2 separate regions of the Macaca mulatta genome follow, and region 2 is linked to region 1. Evidence: chromatin contacts called from public Hi-C data. All regions are on one chromosome and are shown on one strand. Each heading gives the region's core, a stretch centred on a gene start, on an enhancer-like site or on the middle of the called end of the contact. The rest is flanking DNA. Distances are from core to core; before and after follow the strand shown. Region 1 holds the start of CPOX (coproporphyrinogen oxidase). Region 2 holds the start of CLDND1 (claudin domain containing 1).

Region 1 (4,026 bases), core at 748-3,247:
GTTTCAAAAATTTCTTTCTCAGTGTGCTGTTTGCCTTTTAATTTTATTTACAGGCAATTAAGAAACAGTAGATATTCAAACTCTGAAGGGATTCAAAACCTTAAAGTGAGACGCACATTAGTAGTCACGTGTATGAGCCTTACTACTAATTTTTTTTAAGGTACTAGGGTCACTGTAAGGACAATGTTTCATCAAAGTTCATGTTTGGCTTGTTTTATTTCTAAGAACATTTAGAGCTGGATGGGAGATAAGATGATCCAGTACAACCCTCATATATTCCAAATGAGAAAACTGAGGACCAGAGGGGCAAAATATCTCATCCAAGACCAAACTGCTGACGAGTGGCTGCAACAATTTATCTAAATGCTGCCTATGCTTCAGACAATATTCTAAGCACTTCACATATATTCCATCCATATATACGGGTAGTATGAGGATTAAATGAGATGAAATATATATATATTTCATAGATGGGAAAACAGCCATAAAAAAAGTAACTTCTGAGGGTCACACGGCTAGTCTAGTACTTGAGGTTGTGTCCTAGTTCAGTGGTCTTTGCTTGAAAACATTACAAGATGGAAAACTAGACTGAACTTCATTTAATATAGATGTAACAATATCACAGCTCAAAACAGGAGAAGTCAGGAATCCTTCAAGTTTCCACTCAAGATGTGGGGTTTCACTGTATGGGCAACACCACGGTCATGAATGTATGCCTCTATGAGAACTGGGTTCTGATGCTCATTGACATTAGAAGGGAAGACTTTCCTAGCAGGAAATCTGACGCGTGCATTTGGTAGTGCTACTGAGAAACCAATCAAATATATCTTGGGCAACAGTAAAAAGAAGTGGGAAGACTCTGACACAATGGCATCCTGGCTGGAGGAGTTTCGCCGACACTTAGCGCGCAGGAGATGAGTTCTTTCCATCTCCTAAAGAGGAAAAAGCGCAAATTCACCCAGAGAAGGAGACAAAATGTGTTCCATAATCTATTGAAATTTATGTTCAATAACGAACTTTGGACATCTAAGCTTGTTAGTTACAAATACCCCTTAAAAGTTCTAAAACAAACAAACAAAAAGCTGCTATGGAATTGCAAAGATTTTGAAATGCAGTACCACAGTGACAGCTGATCTGGGTCCACACCTGCAAGCAGAGGGCTGGTGACCCTTTCGTGTCCATCTTTTTATCAGCGGCCTCTAACCAAGCGGCCTCTCCGTGGGTACCCCCTACCTACCCCATCTCATATTGTGAACTATTACATTTTCTGTCTGCAATCTGGAACCTGACCCTTTTTCCCCCATCTCCACCTCCCGCCAAGGGCCGGCCTCCTTACCTTCCTTCCTCTCCCACCGGTCCACAGAAAAGCTGGCGCCCCCGTCTACCTGTGCCAGAGCCTGACACACCTGGGCCTGGGTCTCCAGGATCAACAGCTCCATCTTGGTCTTCATGTCGCCCGGCCTCCTTCGCAGCTCGCCCAGGTCGGTCACAGGCGGGGCCATGAAGCTGCTGCAGCGGCGGGCCAGCTCATCCTCCTCCTCCGGCCTCCCCAGCGAAGGGGCCCGCGTCCCCGAGCTCTTAGGCACCATCTCCGCCCGCTGCACATGCCCGAGGGCAGCGGCGGCCAGCCCCACCAACCCCGCCAGCGCCGCGGCCAGCCCTGTCCCCAGCCAGGGGCCGCCTCTCGCCGTCGGGCCGTGCCCCAGCCCGCGGCTCTGCTCCGTGCCAGCCGGGCCAGGGGGCCGGCAGATGCGTCTGGCTGCGCTGTGCTGGGACGAGGCTCGGAGCCCTCCGCCGCCGCACTGGGACCAGGCGCGGAGCCCTCTGCAGCCGCCCCGCGCCACGCGCCAGCAGGGGCCGACGCTCAGCCTGCCCAGCTGCAAGGCCATGCTCCCGCACTATCACCTGGGGCAGTGCCTGCGTCCCAGAGCCCGGCCTTTGAGCCGACCCACCCCGACCCCGGGAGTCCTGAGCCCGCGAGCCGCACAGGACGAAAGAACCTTTCGCGAAGAGCCACTGCAGCGTCGGGCTCCGGCGGCGGGGGCGGGAAGTGGGGCGTGCTGGGAGCTGTAGTCCGGATCCTATCGCCGCCTGCAGCGTCCCCGCGCGGGGCGGGAGATAAGAATCCGACGCGCCCAGAAGGGCTGGTCCGAAGGGAAGAGAGCGGGGCAGGGACGGTGCTGTAGAAGCTACGGGAGAGATAACAGAGGCTCTCTTGTCACGTACAACTTCGGGTCGGCTGTTTACTCAGCCAAGGAGAGAAGAGAGAGTCGGGCTGGGAGGCTGAGGGCGGACTGGGGCGGAAATGTGGCAGAGATCCCAGTCCCGCTTACATTTTCAAACAGGGTTTGCAGAATACAGAGCCTGGCTCAGGATGTATAGACTACAGACCTGCCCGTCGCTCTGGGTCCTGGTCCTCTAGAGTTTTCAGAGGGGATGGGCAGGCTGGGAAACTCCTTGCTTAAGGATGATTTTCTAAGGAGAGTGGGAGAAGCTAGTAATGGACTCGGAAGAGAATCTAGAAGACTTTCTGTGATCGAGTCCACATCACAGTTCTGTCCTTAAGATTTCCCCAGGCCGGAGCCGGCACGGTGGCTCACGCCAGTAATCCTAGCACTTTGGAAGGCCCAGGCGGGTGGATCAGATGAGGTCAGGAGTTCGAGACCAGCCTGGCCAACATGGTGAAACCCTGTCTGTACTAAAAATTAAAAAAAATTAAAAAATAAAAATAATAAAAGCTGGGTGTGAGGGCGTGCGCCTGTAGTCTCAGCTACTCGGGAGGCTGAGGCAGGAGAATTGCTTGAACCCGGGAGGCAGAGGTTGCAGTAAGCGGAGATCGCGCCACTGCACTCTAGCCTGGGTGACAGAGCGAGACTCTGTCTCAAAAAAAAAAAAAAAAGATTTCCCCAGGCCTTGCTTCTATAGTACCTACTTGATTATTTTAGAAAAAGGAAAAGCAACGTGACTGTTTTGGTTAACCAGTAGAAAATTCCTGTGTTTTGGTGATTAACAAATAATTTTTAAAATAGTTCTACTACTACTGTGGGGTGCTCCCAAATATTGCTCACATTTAATACTTAAAACAACTGCTATAAACTAGGCAGGGCAAATATCCACACTTCCTCCCACTCTGTCTCCCTTCCCCTACCCTTTAAAGACATGAGGAAAGAAGCTAACAGATTTGACAGGCAAGTCTTTGTCTCCCCTGTAACCATACCAGAGCTCCATGGTTCCTGGACATAAAAGTGTGAGAACTATTGTCATGGGCTAATTTGTCCCTTAAGTCTCCAGGATGGTTTTAATTTCTAGTAATAGATAATAATTTAAGCCACCGGTAGCTGTTCCCACAAGTGTTTTCTTAGTGGCAGGATGCACTGATGGAACTTCAATGGCTTTTGAGTCAGACCAATTGGCATCTTATCTACACACAACTGCACCTGGCAGCTCTTGCACTGGGACATGATGTTAGCAAGGTGGGTGTGCTTGCCCAAGCCTCACCACTGAGAATCACTGAAAAGTAAAGGCTTGGTTTTCGGGCATGCCCAAGATGGCCGAATAGGAACTTCAGCCTCCGGTTCCCAGCATGAGCAACACAGAAGATGGGTGATTTCTGCATTTTCAACTGAGGTACAGGGTTAATCTCACTGGGGCGTGTCTGACAGTTGGCGCTGGTCCGTGGGTGCAGTCCGACCAGCGAGAACTGAAGCAGGGCGAGGCATCGCCTCACCAGGGAAGCTCAAGGAGAAAGGGAATTCCTTTTCCTAGCCAAAGGAAATTGAGACACACAACACCTGGAAAATTGGGTAACTCCCACCCCAATACAGCGCTTTACCAAGGGTCTTAGCAAATTGCACACCAGGAGATTATATCCCATACCTGGCCCAGAGGGTTCCACACCCAGGGAGCCTTCCTCATTGCTAGCACTGCAATCTGAGATCTAACTGCAAGGCGGCAGCAAGGCTGGGGGAGGGGCGACTACCATTGCTGAGGCTTAAATAGGTAAACAAAGCCACCAGGAAGCTCAAA
Region 2 (4,026 bases), core at 1,066-3,565, 71 kb before region 1:
GCTAACCCATAAAAGGACAATTTGTTGAGTTGATTTTCGATGGTAGTCCTTTTACTAGTTACCAAATATTTTTAAAGTCTTTCGATGTACTTTTCCAACTATTTCTTTATGATGTGTTAGATTAATAAAAAGTGTTTTAATGTGTGAGTAAATAAAAAAAAATTTAATGGCTTTCCCAAGATAAGAAAAGTTCCTCATCCAACCAATATTGATGAGTACCATGGTAATGCAAAGAGGTTGGGGAGAGAAGGCAGTAGAAAGAGAAGATACACATGATTTATTTCTTTAAGGAGAGAGAGAACCAATAAACCTGCTTACATGTAACTGGGCAATCACTAGGTCATTTTGTCCATTATTAACCAGGTAAAGAAGAGAGACGTTAAAATAAGAGAAATACCTGTCCTTTCTGGTGGGCTATACCAATGCATGTTTTTGGGTATGGTGATACACCGTCTCCACAATCCCACTGTGCCATTGTATCGAAAAAGTGCATCATTGTAAGTCTTTTCATCTGCCTCATCACTAATGAATTCATCCCAGATGCTTTTATTCAAATCACTGGAATTTTCTTGAACTGGACTTCGATATTCATACCAGAAGTCTGTGCCAATGGAGGCTGCCATGTAGATGGTGGAAATGAGGCTAAGCACACAAGCAATTACAAATGCTGTAGCAAAACGGTTATCCATTCTGGCATTCAGACTGCTCTGTTTAAAAGTTGAAGAAAGAAGAAAGTTAGTCTTAAAGGACAAATAAGAAAGACTATTTTGAATTATTCCAAATGCACCCTTTACCCAATTCCCCATCCCTTCGTACATATAACCATTAAGAATTTTTTTTTTAGAAAGCAAGCATGTTTTTAATTAAGCTTAAAACAAAACTCATTCTCATAAAAGTACTTATTGAATGCTCACATACCCAGGATGCTACGGAGACAGAGGTCTTGTTCTCTAGTCTATCACCTGCATACTAAAACAGACAACACTGAAATGGACATACACATTACAGATACAAACAATAGACATGCCCATGGTCAGCAGTGTTACCGTGCACACATTTTAAATCACAGACTGAATTTTTGCACGAGCTGCAGAGGATTAAGTGTTCTGGGTTTGAGTGTTAAAAAGACACAGGAAAAAGCAGTGGCAATTGGCTTCTCCCAGTTTCCTCTGAAGAGGGAAGCCTCCTAAAACAAAGGTAAGAGTCAGGAGCCATACGGAAAACAGAGTTGAAGATGTTTGTTAACCCCGAGGGAAAGGTTGTTCTAGGTGTATAAAATAGCAAAGAGAACAATAACATATAATAATGCTAGATAGCAATCTCTCCCTAATCCATTAAAGCTAAGCCACGCTTCTTTACGCTGCCAAATGCTTCACTCCTATCTACTCTCCCTATTCCTTATACTTCTGAACCTCCTCAACTGAAACCTTGCTCTCTCCCTAAACCCTAAGTGCAACATATGTCCGCAAAAACTAAATGATCCCTCCTCAGCCAGACAGAAAACTCTCAAAATATCAACACTCCCAAGGCGTGGACAGGGCTCAACGGCAGTAGTAAATGGCCGCGGTAAAATGACTCAAGGCGGATCGCGCTGAGCCAAATACTACACGGCAAGTATACACCGTGACCGCACCAAACACCTTACAAAGGTGCACGAAAACAGACTCGCAAACTGGGGTTGCTGAGTTTGGAAAATTGGAAGTGACTCAGGAAAGGTAAGGGCAATGACAACGATAACTCAAAAAGTTGGATTTGCATTTTGATTTTTTAAAAATCCCCCCTTCATCCTGGTGCTCTCAAATGACCTTAAAGGGTCCCAGCACTGGGAACGGCGGTTCATCGAAGCCGGACGCCTGGAGCGGTCACCTCCCGGGCCTCACAGCGGGGCCGGAGAAGGCCAGGGCTGGGGCGGGGCAGTCGTGTGCGGCCCCCATCCAGAGTCCCCCAGTACCCGACCAGGCCCCGCCCTAGAGGGCTCGGCCCAGGGACAAACCCGCCGCTCGGAACCCGCCCAGTCCCGACCACGCCCGGGAAGGGGGCCCCTCTTCAAACCGCCGGGAACATCGAACCGCGACGCGACCCCCGCCCAGCGACGCAGGTCCCGCTCACTCACCGCCCATCCTCCTGCTCCGCCAGCTTCACCCTCTAGCTCAGACCACAGCACCCTACTCTCCCCGCGCCTCCTCTGACGCACTTCCCTGCAGAGCCCGCCCCCTCCATAACTCCCGCGCCTCCGCCTCCGCCCCCACTCCGGGCCGGGCCGCGGCCCGGGACCGAGGGGCCTTGTGGGAGTTGTAGGAGGGACAGACTGAAAGCTGTCTGAGGCGGCGATAGGCATCCTGGCGCCGCGCGCGGCGCATTGTGGGAGATGTAGTTCAGCTCCTCAGGGCAAGCCGGTGCGCAGAAGGGAAGTCTAGGCTGTTGGATTCTTGCATTTTAGGGAGGAAGGAACAATGGTCCAGAAAGTAAAGCGGACCGGTTTCCGGTCACCTCTAGTCAATGACCGTGACCTGTATAACTTAGGTCTGACTTTTAGGCCTGTGCTTTCCCTATCACACCACCCTGCCTCTAGATTTAAGTATAAATGAACAAAAATGGGATTCTACTTGTGAAACGTTGACCCATTTTATTTCCCTCTCCCAGAATCCCTCCCATTGGAGCAGAGTCCTTCTCGTTTTACTGCATAAGTTTAGGCTAAGAAGTATGTGACCTGGCAGACAGTATCCATCAAGAATGTAATGACATTATTTGGGTTTCATAAAATGTGTGTTTGTAGCTGCCTATTTTTTATGACAAGTGATACTAGTTTTCTATTGCAGTAATGTTGTTCCTTTTAAATTTTTTTCATTTAATTTTAAAAATATTAATAATACTGAGCATACCAGATATGTCAAAAAATGAATAAAAAATTGTGGGTATAGTAGGAAAAAGACTGAAATTTGGGGAACATCACTCAAGTAGATAAGGTCAAGGACAGCATTGGAGATTGCAGATGATGTGTGGCACACAGGACACAATGTTTCTGAGCCCTCAGGTTTAACACAGAAATTCACGGACAGGAAGCAGGTACATCTTAACAATAACATGAGTGGAACTATTAACGTGGCCTGGGACCAGCAAATGGTGGATTTCTCAACGGTAACCTACAGAGAAAACTGACTCGAGGACCAGAGGGGCTCTCAAACCTCCACTCCGTCCCCTAATGCCTTGTAATTTAGCACAGGAGAAAGATGGGAGCTTCAAGTTGATACTAAATTTCTACCACTTTGACAGATTAAAGGCATGGTATGTTTCTCTATCTGTAGTTACATTTCTTTCACCTGAGTGAACCGATATTCATATGCAGTACATAATAAGCTAGTAGCCAAATATATTCTAACATGACTCTGGATTTTTACATACAGCATACAGTCAAAAAAAATTTGTCAGTGGCGGAGGGGCACAGGCAAATTGTCAGTGTGTAGTAAGACGCATAAATGCCTTTATACTCCAGGAAATGTCTTCATCCGTTAGCCTTCATTAGAAATCCCCTACTTTCCGCCGGGCGTGGTGGCTCACGCCTGTAATCTCAGCCCTTTGGGAGGCCGAGGCTGGCAGATCACGAGGTCAGGAGATGGAGACCATCCTGGCTAACACGGTGAAAACCCGTATCTACTAAAAGTACAAAAAAATTAGCCGGGCATGGTGGTGGGCGCCTGCAGTCCCAGCTATTTGGGAGGCTGAGGCAGGAGAATCGCTTGAACCTGGGAGGCGAAGCTTGCAGTGAGCCAACATCGCGCCACTGCACTCCAGCCTGGGCGACAGAGCAAGACTCCGTCTCAACAAAAAAAAAAAAAGAGAAATCCCCTACTTTCGGATTTACCTCTCCACTGAGATCTTGTGGTCAGTAAACCAGGCAAAAGAGAAGTTTAAAGGAGAGTAAAGAAGAAACAACTTCAGTCTACAGATAAAGGAACTAGAGAGAGTAACTGACTTGGTAGCAAACTTGGATATTAGAGTAACTGACTGCCATGGTAGCACACTTGA

Evidence for each region. A called contact is a pair of places that touch in the nucleus more often than the background predicts.
Region 2: a Hi-C map of liver shows a contact between it and region 1, with 3 times the contacts expected there. The contact joins the promoter of CLDND1 here to the promoter of CPOX in region 1. A contact is called at or near these places in 2 of 14 Hi-C or Micro-C datasets (fetal cortex germinal zone and liver).

The regions. Positions count from the first base shown.
Region 1 is chr2:184,974,672-184,978,697 of T2T-MMU8v2.0, reverse strand. It overlaps CPOX (coproporphyrinogen oxidase), which reads right to left and starts at 1,997. Exons shown (of 7, transcript XM_001088605.5): 1 at 1,337-1,997. The coding sequence starts at 1,889.
Region 2 is chr2:185,046,024-185,050,049 of T2T-MMU8v2.0, reverse strand. It overlaps CLDND1 (claudin domain containing 1), which reads right to left and starts at 2,315. Exons shown (of 6, transcript NM_001265740.1): 1 at 2,114-2,315; 2 at 919-962; 3 at 398-707. The coding sequence starts at 2,120. It also overlaps the pseudogene LOC144339427.